Regions from separate parts of the Sus scrofa genome. Here regions 1 and 2 are each linked to region 3. The links are chromatin contacts, called in public HiChIP or PLAC-seq maps. All regions are on one chromosome and are shown on one strand. The core of a region is the stretch at or near the end of the contact, and the rest is flanking DNA. Distances in the headings are between cores, read along the strand shown. Region 1 holds the start of WIZ (protein Wiz). Region 2 holds the start of AKAP8L (A-kinase anchor protein 8-like). Region 3 holds the start of CYP4F55 (cytochrome P450, family 4, subfamily F, polypeptide 55).

Region 1 (4,360 bases), core at 1,081-3,580, 84 kb after region 3:
CCTCATCCCTGTCATGACCCCACCCAAGACTGGCCAGGCTGTCTCCAAGGGTGGGTAGGTTGTTCTTTTGTTCCAGCCAGTCCTGCCTCTAATCTGGCAGACCCTTCTTAAAGCTTATCTGGACTCTGACCCCAAGCCTGGACAAACTCTGCCTCCACCCCATGCTCTGCCCCTGAGTTCTAGACGCTTCAACCTGGAGCTGGAGTGGAGCTCCTCAGTCTCTGACTCTCCCTCCCCACCATGTCCCTGCCCCTGATCCCCACAGGACTGCAAAATTGGATCCAGAGCTTGATTCTCCACTCAGTGAGGGCCACAGGCTGAAGAGTCTGGTGAGATCCCTGCGAGCCCAGGAGCAGACCTGGAAGGGGTGAGGGAATAAAAGTTGGGATGCAACCCTCCCCAGGCTCTGAACCCACTGCCTCTGCCTTCCCAGGAGTGCCGCCTGGCTGAGATAGAGAGTACTCAGGCCCAGCTGAGGGATACCATCCAAAGCATGCAGCTTCTTCCCAGGATGTCAGGGTTCGGGAGCCAGCCCCCGCCACTCAAAGCACCCTGCGTCAATGGAGACACCACTTGAGCCGCCCACTGGGCCAAATGTGCTCTGGGAACAGAGAAAAGGCAGTCTTAGGGGCCTGTCTGATCCCTACCTCAACGCTATGTGGCATGCAGTAGGGAATGGAGTTGTAGGTGCCAACAAGTCTGGCACTAAAAGGTGGCCCAGTAAAATCTTGATTCCAGTAAAAATCAATGTGTGTGTTTTTTTATTTGCCCCTGAGTATTGCCAGTCAGAAAGCAACCATTCAGCTCTCTCAAAGTCTCCCCTAGTTGGAGGTCTCATGGGAGGGGGTGATGGAAGGAGATTCTCACCAGCTGTGTGACCTTAAGGCCCTCACTCTCTCAGAAACTCAATTTCTTCATTTGTAAAATGGATTTATTTTCCTTGCACAGTAAAAGACCCATAGTTTAAAGTGCTCAATAAAAGGTATTTGTCATTGTTAGGGCACCATCTGCTTCTCAGTGAAGCCCAGATTCCAGATGAGAGCATCTTTCTAGGGCTCCAAATTCCATACCAGCTCCCTCATGGTGGCGAGGACTTGGGTCTGGGAGGCAGACAAAGGAAGGATTGGGTATGTATGAAGATGGTTAAGCTCTGTGGGTGGTTGCTTAGAAAATGAGTGGGCATTTAAATCATGTGTGGGTGAGTGGGTGAGAGATAGGGTGGACAGCACAATAGGTAGATGGTTAATAGGTTAGCATTTGTTGGATGTTCACCCTTGTAGGTGAGTAGCTGAGTAGGTAGTTAGCTGGAATGGGTATGCCTGCCTGGAAAAGGACTGGATCATAATAGGAAATAAATATTTGAATTGAGTAAGCAGTTATATGTATTGTATGTACATTTTTTGAGGTTTCTTAAGGCTTGAGCTGGGCAGTAGGGAAACAATGATGAACTATAATGACTCTTGTCATCATGGAACTCTCTGGTGAAAGAGACAAACAAACATGCAATTGATGGATGGGTGTTTTGGTGACTAGGTGAAGGTATGTGTGTAGAGATGGGTGTTTGCTTGCTTGATTGTATGGATAAGTATTTAATTGGATAGTGAATGAATGAGTAGGTGGATGGTTACTTTAAGTGGGTGTTTGGATAGGTGGATGGATAGGTGGTTAGTTGACTGGATGGGTAGATGAGTGGTTGATCAACTGAATGTGTGAATGAATAGGTAGGGAGATGGATGAGTTAGACATGTGGATGGGTTTTGGGTAGAAGCATAAAGCCTATTATGTGTGCTTTGTGAGGTAGGCCTGGAGATTATGATCCTGGGAGGTGGTAGAAAAGGGGGCTTAGGTTTGGGGACCTAAGGCAGCTCTAGGGGCAGAGAAGTACTGCATAGCGGGGAAGGAAAGAATGAACTTGTGGTTGGAACTGGGAGAAGAGGACTGAAGGCTATTGACCATGTGGAGTCCTCAATGACCTAAAAACGACCCATGGGGGAACTTCTCTATCCCCTCTCCACTCTTCTGATTCTATTAACTGGGCTAGCATTGGAAAAACTAGTAGGGTGATGAAGAGCCACTGAGGGCATGAGCACAAGAGTGTTGTCATGGTAACAGCCTCTCCCTGGACTCTCAGGTCGCGCGGGCCCTTTAAGGGTGACCCTCCTGGCCACTCCCAACATGGCGGCGCGCCTGCTGGTTGCCCCCCCCCCAACCGGGGTGGCGCGGAGGGGGGGCGGGGAGGGGGGGGTCCCGGACCTCCCCATCATGGCGGCGTGGCGGGGCTGTCGCGCTGAGGTCACGGCGGCGCGCCGGGGGGGCGGGGCGGCGGGGGGAGCGATTTAAAGGGACAATGTCCCCCGAGCGGTGGAGGCGGCGGCGGCTGCGGAGGCCGCGGCACCGGCACCGCGAGCTGCAAGGGCGGTAGCGGCAGCGACGGCCGCACCAAAGAAGGGAGCTCCGAGCCCCGGCACCCAGCCGGCGGCACCGCCTCCCCGGTGAGGCCCGGCCCGGCCTGGGGAGCCCGCGGGCGGGGCGGAGCCGGCGCGGGGAGGGGGAGGCCCGGGCCGGGCCGGGCCAGGCGGGACCCCCCGGGGCGGGGGGCGGGGGGCGGGGGCGGGGCCTGTAGGGGCGGGGCCTTGTCGGGGGCGGGGCCGCACAGGTTGGGGGGAGGAGCGGGGGGTCGTGGGGCAGGTGTCCCCCTCCTACCTCGGCGCGTCCCGCGGGGTCTCCCGCCCCGAGGTGCACGGGCGGGGGGGCGCATCTTCCGGACCCTAGCGCCCCGAGGGGTGCGCTGGCGTGGCACCGCCACCACCTCTGCTACCCCGGGAGGGGGCGTCCAGAAAGGAGCCCCCCTCCCCACGCTGCCAAAGTGCTCCGAAGTTGCGGTCCCGCCGGTTCCCCGCGGGCAGTGCCCACCCGGTGGGAACCCGCAGGTGCCTCCTTGGGGCCGGGGCAGGGACCCCCACCACAACGGCCAGTCCACGGACAGGCCCCCAGGGAGCCCCCAGGTCCCCGAGGGCAGCGCCTGCTGCCAGGCCTGGAGCCCCGGCCCCGCCCCGGTTGCTTGGGATCGGCCTCCCCATCGTCTCCCTGGGGAGGGCGCCTCATTCCTGCCCTTCACTTTCTGCCGCCGTTACCTTGAAGGTATTTATAGGTGGAGAAGAAAGCCCCCACCCCCACAGCCTCCCCAGGGTCCTCATTTCTGGACCAGGAGCCCCATCCTTCCCTTTTGACGGCGGACTAGAGAGATCTTGGGAGGGTGGGATGGAGGAACCCAGGCTGAGTATGCATGAAGGGTAATGTTGGGGTGAAGTGAAGGGGTTAATGCTGGGGTCACTTGAGGCTTGCGTGAGGGTAAAGGGGTTAATGCTGGAGAACCCAAAGGTTCCGTGTGGGGAGGGGGCCTGGACTGTGGGAAAAGTGCAGGGGTAACTGATACAGGCAACTGAAGTAAGAAAAGAAAAGTGCAGGGGTAATGATGGGGGGACTTGAGACAGTGTATAGGATCAGAGTGTGGAAGTGGCCGGGATGCAAGCCGAAGCATGCACGCAGGATATGCATGTGCAAGGCAGTGGAGGCACAACTGGGGAAAGTATAGCTGTGTATGAATGACTGGAGGCACCTAGGAGAAGTAATAGGATTAATGCTGCAAGAAAACAAGGTAACTGAGTGTGCATGTTATAAAATGGGGTTAACTGAGGCAGCGCAGGATCTATGTAAGGCAGGAGTTATCGATGGGGAGGCTGAAGCATGCTGAGGTTGGGGGTCATCAGGATACAATGTGTGAGGACAGGGCCTCAGGACCATTTACTTAGCTCACCTGTGCTGGGAGGTAAACTGAGACACTGAGCTCTAGGGGTGAGGACTGGAGCTTCAAGGAAGGAGAGTTTGAGGCAGAGTTCCTTTCCTACCTCTCCTAAACACCTGTCTCTTTGCCCCCAGACCTACAATGCCTTGCTGAGCCAGGCCAGCTGCTGAGTGGAGCCAAGCAGAGAGCATCTATGGATGGGCCCCTGGTAGGCGGCCTCGCCGCCCCTGATCGTCCTCGAGGCCCTGAGAGACTGCCTGGCCCAGCACCACGGGAGGACATCGAAGGTGGGGCCGAGGTTGCTGAGGGGGAAGGTTGTATTTTCCGGTCCACCCATTACCTGCCTGTCACCAAAGAGAGCCCTCGAGACATTCTGGATGGCAGAGGTGGCATTTCTGGTAAGAGGGTGGGCCCTGTGGCCTTAGGGGAACATCCAACCAGGTCCCCAAGGCTCAGGTAGGGCCAAGTTACCCAACCCAGCAGGGGCTGAGTTGGAATTCTGATTCCGCCTGGGTTCAGAGCCTTGTCTTTGCACCCTGCCTAGTTTCCCATTTT
Region 2 (4,479 bases), core at 1,019-3,518, 110 kb after region 3:
AAAAAAAAAAAAAAAAAAAAAAAAAAGATGTAAACTGGATGTAAAAAAAGTTCAAACTATACAAGAGCTTATAAAGTAAAATGGGAGGCCCTTCCTCACCCACAGTTGAGCAGTGTTAGTCCTTGAAATGATCAAATGCAGTATTGACACACAGTGATCTTTTCTTAAAACTCATGAGCATACCCCTCCTTTTAAGAAATTCTAGGAGTTCCCACTAAAATGGCTCAACGGGTTAAAGATCTGGCGTTGCTGCAGATGGGGCTCAGATTTGATCCCTGGCCTGGGAATTTCCACAGGCTGTGGGTACAGCAGGAAAAAAAAAAAAAAATTCTACTGTCCCTCTTGAGACAGCATTGGATGTTAATCAAGTCATCAAATGAGAGTAAAATATGGCAGTGGTACATGCCAAGAAGAAAGCTATAAGATCCTAGAGAGGAGTGCTGGTAGTTTGCAGGGCAGGCACATATCCCTAAGGGTGACACTGAAATGAGGCCCACAGCTAGAGTGCACATTAATCAGAGCTTCATATGCTTCATGTATGGAGTTTCTCAATGCACCATGACCCTTGTGCCATGGGGCAGCAAATTCTGCATAAGCCTCATTTTTGAATAAGGAGTTGTTAAAGATATTTTATCATGGAGAATTCCAACCATACAAAAGTGGAATGGTAAAAGGAACCATCATCTACTCAACAGTTATAAACTCATGACCAATCTCTTTAGCTGTAAACCCTCTGTGCCCTTCTCCCTTTCCCCCATCTGAGTTATGGTGAAGCACATCCTGGTCATCAGTCAGATCAGTTAATCTCTTAATATTTCCACATATTCCTCTGAAGGATATGGACTTAAAAAGTGCAATTGTTAAACTAAAGAAAGGGACAGTTCTTCAATATCAATTAATGTCAGCAGCACCATGCTTTAAAACAAACTTTTAAAGTAAAACCAAAAAAAAAAGTCATACAGTTTGAATTCGCACAAACACACAAGTACAGTTTACAGTGTCTACAGCTCTGTCAAGTCATCTCCTAGAAGATATGAGATGTCTCTGAAAGTGGGTCCCACACATCCAGTGTGGGTGCTGGGGAACAGCCTGGCTGGGCTACTGCAGGGGTTCCTAAGTCCAAAACAAACAGGTTTAGAGGGGAAGTTCCCACTTTAACACTTGTGTCAAGGATCATGAGTGATGAAGTCCAAGCCTCAATTTTATCTTTTTTTTTTTTCTCAATTTTATCTTTTAAGTGGGGATTTTTAAAAGAGTTTCCTTGTAGATAAGAAGGAGCATTTACATGATAATACAAATATATATAGCATATATGTAATATAAACATGCTATATAAATATATTTGTTATGTAATGGTAGATAACCAAATGCAACATTTCAGCACACCTGGCACTGGGCTGAATTTTTAAAATTTCTTTTTTGGGTGCACCCCCCCCCAACACACACACATGCAGAAATCCCTGGGCTGGAGGTCCAACTGTGCCCCAGGAGCTACCTGAGATTCTGCAGTGACAACAGGATTCTTAACCTACAGAGCCACAAGAGAACTCTGACTGAATTCTTTTTTCTGCTTTTTAGGGCCGCACTTGTGGCATATGGAGGTTCCTCCAGCTAAGGGTCAAATTGGAGCTGTGGCCCATGCCACAGCTACAATCACAGCAACTCCACTTCCCACCCGCGTCTGCAACCTACACCACAGCTCACAGCAGCGCCAGATCGTTATCACACTGAGCAAGGCCAGGGATGGAACCTGCATCCTCATGGATCCAGGTTGGGTTTGTTTCAGCTGAGCCACAACAGGAATTCGGAATGAATTATTTACATTTATCTCATATGTCTGACCGTGTGCCCCGTATCTTGTTTGGCGCTTAGTTATAGTTTTCATTCCAACATGGCTCTACCGTGTTCGTTATGAAGGCCAGAGAAGTCAGAAATAGTCTAGGTTGGCATAATAGCCTCGAGGCAAAGCCGGGATTGGAGCAGCACCCTGAGCTGTTGAGCCGGCTCCCTCTGGCGGGCTTCCAGGACACAGGCCCACCTCCCGCCCGGCCCCGCTTGGGCCTCAGGTCTTTCCGTAGTGCACAGCTCCTCCCCTTCGAACTCTACAGGATTCCACCTCCCGGCCGTCTTCTCTCAGCCAATAACCGTAGTGTCGGCATAACGAGAGGCGGGAATAGGGCGGGGCGATCATGAGATTGACAGTGCCCTCAGCCACGGGCATAGGGACTCTCCGAGATCGACAACAAGGTCATCCAACAAGCGTGAAGCTAGGGTCCGGCGTGAGCCAATGCGGTCGGGAGGAGGGGCTAAGCTGTGTGTAGAAGGGGCTTGGGGGATTGTCGCCGCTATCGCGGCTTTGGACGCGTGGAACCCCCTGCTGTAGTCTTCAAGTGTAGTGTTAGCTGCTGCCATGAGCTACACAGGTGAGCCTGGCAGGGTAGGGGTCGGGCTCCGGGTGGGGTGGGACAGGGGTGTGCCAGGGCCGGGCCAGGCTTGTCCGCGACTCCCCCGGGGCTTGGACACTACTCTTTCTGCGGTCACAAAATGGCGCCGTGGGCCCGTCGCCTCAGTTTCGCGCCCCTCTCGTCTCGGCGTCTCAGGTTCTCTGTCCTGGCAGCTTTGGGTCTCGGCTCCTGGCCTCCCTAAGTCTTGTCTTCTGTCATCTGTATCTGTGGTCCTCGGCCTCGGTTCCTGGTCAGGCCTCTTGGGCCCTCGACGTCTCAGGTTGCCCCTTCTCAGACTTCAGGCCTTCAGGTCAGTCTGCGGACTCAGCTGCTATTACCGTTACCATTACCATACTCTTCTCCCTTGCGTAGTTTCCACTGCCGGATGCCGCAGCTGCCGTCTTTGCCCCGGGGAGATGAATAAATAAATATTTGAAGGGTTTGGGCTGAGTGGGGAACCTTGGGTCCTTAGGGGCCGAGCCGGAGCTTTGTGAGGAATGGCACGCTTCCGTGTTGACTCATTCAGTATCTGTCAAATTCATCTCTCAGGTGCCGAATACACTCTGGAATAGTGACAAGAATTCCTCAAGTATTTTATAGAGGAGAGCAGGCCATAATCGGCAAACATAGTATATATTCTGGGGTGTTCAGTACTCTGAGACGGTTGATGTGTTACATAGGGTGGTTGGAGAGCTCTGAAGAGGTGACATTTTAGCAGAGACCCGAATGAAATGAGTGAGTTAAGGTATCTGGCCCAGGGGGCCCTCAGCATAAAGACCCAGTGTTAGGAACTGCCTGGCTTGTTAAAAGATCAGTCAGGGAAATCAGTGGGATTTGAGCAAAGGGGAGGGTGGATGATGAAATTAGAGAGGGTGCCATAGGATATGTTTGGGTGATTGCAAATCATCCCTGGGTGAACTCAGAAGATGCTTGGGTTTGCCTTGGAAATAACTGATGAGGCTTCTCAGCCAGAAGCTTCCTTGGTAATGGGGTTATTACAGGCTTGAGCATGTGTGGTTGCCAGGTAACCTGCATTCGACTTGGAATGTTTAGGACTGGGAATGGAATCTGAGCCTCTGGGGCTTCTCTATAGGCTGCTTTATGTACTGTCAGCCCTCCCTTTTCCAGGTTAGGAGCTTGGCGAGAAACCAAATTTCTTTCTTTTTTTTTTTTTTTTGTCTTTTTGCCTTTTCTTGATCCGCTCCCCCGACATATGGAGGTTCCCAGGCTAGGGGTCTAATAGGAGGTGTAGCCTCTGGCCTACGCCAGAGCCACAGCAACTCGGGATCCGAGCGGCGTCTGCGACCCACACCCGAAGCTCACAGCAATGCCAGATCCAGATCCTTAACCCACTGAGCAAGGCCAGGGACCGAACCCGCAACCTCATGGTTCTCATGTCGGATTTGTTAACCACTGTGCCATGACGGGAACTCCGAGAAACCAAGTTTTTTAAGCAACCATTCCTTAGCCTAGTGGTTCTCAGCCAGGGGCAGTTTTGCCCTCTAGAGAACACTTGGCAATGTTTGGAGATCTTTTTGGTTGTCACTTCTGTGAGTGGGGGTGCTACTAGTGCCTCTAGTGAATAGAGGCCAAGAATGCTGCTGAACATCCTACAGTGCATAGGATAGCACCACCATAAAGAATTGTCTGGCTGCAAACATTAGTGGTGCCATGGTTGAGCATTCCTGCCCTAGCCTTTCTGTACCTTTCCTGGTTCAGGAGGAAAGTCAGTAGGGTTGTTACTGACATATCCAGAATTGAGATGTAATCTTTTTCACAAAATCTTACTGAGAACTGAGAGACAGTTCTGTAATTATTAGGTGCAGGACTGCTGAAGAAACCAGGAGATGAATGGTTGGGTGCTGTGAGGTACCTTAATAATGGGGCATTTATTTTCATAGACAAGGAAACTGAATTAGAGAGGTCACTAATAGCCAAGTCTGAATTTCAACTTCCCATCTTGTAGCTGTAATTCCAGTTTTGAGTGGGCACTGAGGTAGCCAAGCTAATGAGATAAAGATCAGTTTTTTCTTGA
Region 3 (4,557 bases), core at 1,859-4,358:
AGCACAAGCAAAAGCCATGTAGTGAGAAGAGTTTGGTTCACTGAGGAACCAAGAAGCTCAGAGTGACTATGGCATGCATGAGGCTGAGGAGGACACCAGGGCCCGGCCAAGAAACACTTAGCCTTTATTTTCAGAGGGATAAGCATTCATTGAACAGTGTTCATCTGAGAAGTTGCATGGTCTAAATTGAATTTCAGAAGAATTTCTCCAGGGCCAAGGAGTCAGTGGATGAGGAGACAACAGTGGCAATGAAGAGACCAGAGAAGGGGGAGGGAGTGAGATGGATGGGAAATTGGAGGGTTAGTAGGTGAAAACTATTACATGTAGAATAGATAAGCAATGAGGCCCCACTGTACAGACCATGGAACTATATCCAATCTCTGTGTCAGAACATGATGGAAGACAGTAGGAGAAAAAGAATGGACATATATGCATGACTGGGTCACTTTTCTGTACTGCAGAAATTGACACTACATTGTAAATCAACCATAATTTTAATTTTTTTTTAAAAAAGAGGCCAGAGAGTAGATTAGGAGAGACTTCCTGGAGAAAGATGAAGGTGGATGGGGCCAAGGGTGAGAGGAGATGCAGAGAGCACACAGATTAAGGACAGATTATGGAGGCAGCACATTAGGGCCAGATTCACAGGTGAGAGAAAAAGGCAGGCTCAAGGGCTCCAAATATGTGTTGAAAGGATGGACTAGACCAAGGGTGGGGACAGGATTGGGGACGGAGCCAGGAGTTCAGCTTCTGACCAAGGAATCTGGTGTTTAGGAGACACCCATGCCATGAGAGGAGGAGGAAGGAGCTGGATAGGATGACCTTGGGCTCAGGAGAGATATGAACTTGGAAGTCACTTATGCAAGGAACTGATGGTCCACTTAGGAGCTGGAGCCCTGGGGTAAGGAGGTGGTCTTAAGAGAGAACGAAGAAAGAGGTAGGATGCTGGGGTTTCTGCACATGGAAGGGTGGAGCAAAGGAAGAGCCAAGTGGAGACAGAAGGGCCATGAGGAGGTATAGGAGATACCAAGGAAGGAGGGTGGCCTAGAACCAAGAGGAAAAGAGGTCCAGGAGGACAAGGGGATCCACAAGCTCAAAGAGCTGTGAGCAGGTGGATGAGATGGGGCTGGATGGAGTCCATGGGATTTGGAGTCCTAGAGCTCACAGTAATCTGGTGGGAGCATGGTGGGGGTGGGAACCACACTGGAGCAGGTGAGAGCAAGCAAAGAAATAGAGGCAATGCGTGAAAACAGCTCTGTGTACAAAGAGAGAGCAGAATGAGCCCCGTTGGAAACAGGCAGGTAGGGATGTACATGTCACCCCTCTGTCCTGTTTTGTGACCTTCCTTAGCATCACCATAGAGGAGAGATCAGAGGATGGGGGCGTCGGGGTTTGAGCTCACACAAGGCCAAAGTCTTCCAAAGAGCCATGAGGGAAAGCCCAGGTGGTAAGAGACTTCAGCCCATGTGCAAAGGATGAGAATCTAAACTTGATGTACCCAAGGAAATGAGATTGAAAAGAAGCTGTTGGACTAGGGTGCACAGGGGAATGGACAGCCTGGCAAGGTCTAGGATGAGAGATGAAGAAAAAAAAAAAGAAGCTAGAAGGAAAGGAAGTTGTGGTCAGAGAATGCAATCTGGAATCAATGGTTTTGGACATTGTGCCTTTGCTAGTGATGACAAAGTCCTTATTGGGATTAGGGCCAAAGTAGGCTAATGCAGCACAAAGGAAGGGGCTCTGGGGATGAGGCTAGGAAGGTGGGCCAGGAGCCCCCTCCCACCCTCCCAGGAAATTTGGCCATTAGGTCCGAGTGATTCCTTCTGAAAGAGGGAAGGGTCCACTTTTATCCAAGTTGAGCAGAGAGGCCCACTGATATATCCTGAGGGTGGAAGACAAGTTTGGAAGAGACAGACGCCAGAGGAAGGGGAGGAGGAGGAGAGACTGACCACACATCTCCTCAGCTCCTGCTGTACCCCCATAGGGGCATAAGAGGGGTGGAAGTCATAGCTGATTCCTCTGGGAAGCAGAAGCCCAGAGAGGAGCAGACACTGACCTGAAACCAAAAGAGATGGGCCAGGCAGGGACAGACCCTGGACAGTGGCCCTGAGGAGGCCTCAAGACCAGCAGTGGACACCATGGGGTCACTAGGGGACCCAGCTCTCTGCAGCCCATTCTGTCACTAGAGGACCCAGCTCTCTCCAGCCCATTCTGAGAGCTCCTCAGATGTGCACCAGTGTAGGGAAGACGGGCAGGAACATAACCCCAAACTGGCCTTGGGTGAGGAAGACTATGAACCATGAAAATATTGGGGCATAGAGTGGACAGAGAGGAGAGGGTTCGACCCAGTGGAGAAGTGAGGAAAATGCTCTCCCTTACTTCTCTGCTGCCCTAGACCCCAGCTCAACCTCAGACCCCAACCTCCCTGAGCCTGATCCCCGACCCCTCAGGAAGTCCACACACCATCATTCCCCAGACCCATCCTGTTGCCCACACTCACCAGGTCCTGGTGACCCCAAAACCAGTTCCGTTTTGGGGGTTGCGGGAAACACCGGAGGCGGCAGCAGTTGTCATAGAAGTCATAGATCCAGGACAGGATTCGGGACAGGAGCCAGGTAGCACCGACCAGCTGCAGGAGCAGCCACGGGGAGGCTGACACAGGCCCCAGTCCCAGCCAGGACAGGCTCAGCTGCAGCATCCTGTAGGGCAGATGGTGTGGAGAGTGAGCTCCTGAGACTCAGCAAAGGGACAGTGAGGGTGAGCTCTGAGGCAGAGACAAATAGACAAACAAATACAGGGAGAGGAACAAGGGGGTGAGTGCTGGGGAAGGAAGGACTCAGAGATGAGCAGACTGAGGCTCAGAGAGGGGAGGAGACCCAGGAAAATCCAGAGGAAGAGAAAGAGACAGGGAGAGGGCGAGAGAGAAGATAATGAAGAAATGCCCACTTGGAATCAGTGGAAAGTTGCCTTGGGCAGTGCCCCTCCCTACCCTGGGCCAGAACTTTCAGCCCCACCAACGCCAGCGCTGCACCTTCTGTCTGGAGCAACTAGTCCCACACAGCTTCTTCTGTCCTCATCCTGGAGAGTCTTCTTCCCTGTCCTGACTTCCAAATGGGGCCAGTCGGGAGTGGCGGTGGTGGGGGGGGAGGCCTTGAGTGGGTCAGCCAATCCCTGCTTGCCTGGCTGCCTCCTCCCACCTGGAGTCTGCCCAAGACTTAGAAACCTGGAGCAGCTGGCTCCAGAGAGGAACCAGCTCAGATTCACGTGGTGCAGATGCTGACTTCTTGGGACTCAGCACCTCCCACTCAGCTTGCTGGAAGGCGGACAAAGGTGACTCTGTGCCCCTGTGTTTACAGCTGCCCCTGCCCTTCCAAGGCCAGGGTACAGCAGGTAAAATTATGAGTGTTTCGGGTGCAAACCATGTCCCAAAACATCTCCGTGGCTCTCACCACGTGTGGGCCAGAAGGGCAGCATGCACCATTTCTTGGCACAGAATCAGAAAGCCCAGAGGCAAGAAACTTCTGGCCTCCAGGGCACGCAGCCTGGCAGGAGTTTAAGCCCTGCCTCCAAGCAACCCAGGCCTTGGGTTGGGATAAAACTGCTGGGAGTAGGAAAAGAGAAACCAGCCTGGCTGGGGATTACCACAGCAGATTCAGGGGGTCAAGGGCCCAGTCAGAAGAGGACAGCTGGAGGCTTGAGGTGTAAGGCTGAGAGGGGTCAGGAGAGAACAGGGTCCACACAGGGGAAGGCAAAGCTGGGAGATCTTGAGTGGAGTTCTGCCCTGCCCTCACTCTAACTATAGGCTGTGCCAACCTCCTTTGGGCTCAGCCTTCCCGTCTGGGAATTGGGATATCAGCTGTAAATGTGTTTCGTCACCTCCAGATCCTGTCCTAAACTCCCCTGTAAAGTAATCTCAGCCCTCATGAGGTCTCCCCAAGATCAGGCTCCAAGATGAGGATGAGTTTGAAGGATGGAGATGCAAAGTGAGAGGATTTGGACAGACATTCCTGCTGCAGCTAATAGAATGTTTGGAAAATGCCCAAATTTCCTCTCCTGCCACCACTACCCCATTCCTTCCAGGCCCACATAATCCAGCTTTTGAGGGACTGGTCCTGAAGCCCTCAGCAAGTTTGTGTGCCCTGTCCCAGATTCTTTGCCTCCTTGGCCAAAGTGATCCACCTGCTGAGGTGTCCATTCAGAGAAGGGCCAGGAGCAGGGCTATGGTAAGTGAGAGGCAACAGGGGTAGCCAGATAGGGGTGAAGAGAAGCAAAAGGAAGGAAGAGGAAACAGGTCCAGAAAGGTTCAGTGACTCGCTCCAGCCACACAGAGAAGTAATTTAACAAGACAGCACAAGCAGAAGTGAATCCTGGCACAGAGTGCATGCTCATTAACTATTTAGGGAAGAAAGGGCCTTTTATAGTCATGAGCTCTAAGAAATGGCCACTCAAAATATGGTCCTCAGACCAGCGGCATTGACATTACCAGCAGCATCTAGGAAACGCAGAATTTGGGGCTTTAACCCCCACCTGCAAAGTCATGGCTGCAAAAATTCTGCTGTT

What was found. HiChIP or PLAC-seq counts read pairs in DNA pulled down with a chosen protein or histone mark.
Region 1: a contact with region 3 is called in an H3K27ac HiChIP or PLAC-seq map of alveolar macrophages. The contact joins the promoter of WIZ here to the promoter of CYP4F55 in region 3. A contact is called at or near these places in 1 of 5 promoter capture datasets (liver), 9 of 47 Hi-C or Micro-C datasets (blood, embryonic fibroblasts, epiblast stem cells and 3 more) and 1 of 2 datasets of contacts at active chromatin or transcription factors (alveolar macrophages).
Region 2: an H3K27ac HiChIP or PLAC-seq map of alveolar macrophages shows a contact between it and region 3. The contact joins the promoter of AKAP8L here to the promoter of CYP4F55 in region 3. A contact is called at or near these places in 2 of 5 promoter capture datasets (fetal liver and liver), 2 of 47 Hi-C or Micro-C datasets (epiblast stem cells and liver) and 2 of 2 datasets of contacts at active chromatin or transcription factors (alveolar macrophages and skeletal muscle).

The regions. Positions count from the first base shown.
Region 1 is chr2:62,153,065-62,157,424 of Sscrofa11.1, forward strand. It overlaps WIZ (protein Wiz), which reads left to right and starts at 2,331. Exons shown (of 9, transcript XM_021083626.1): 1 at 2,331-2,492; 2 at 3,940-4,203. The coding sequence starts at 3,999. RASAL3 (RAS protein activator like-3) reads left to right here. Exons shown (of 18, transcript XM_021083615.1): 17 at 266-329; 18 at 434-748. The coding sequence ends at 577.
Region 2 is chr2:62,182,467-62,186,945 of Sscrofa11.1, forward strand. It overlaps AKAP8L (A-kinase anchor protein 8-like), which reads left to right and starts at 2,269. Exons shown (of 24, transcript XM_005652898.3): 1 at 2,269-2,423. The coding sequence starts at 2,411.
Region 3 is chr2:62,067,844-62,072,400 of Sscrofa11.1, forward strand. CYP4F55 (cytochrome P450, family 4, subfamily F, polypeptide 55) reads right to left here and starts at 3,109. Exons shown (of 13, transcript NM_001244636.1): 1 at 2,987-3,109; 2 at 2,498-2,696. The coding sequence starts at 2,695.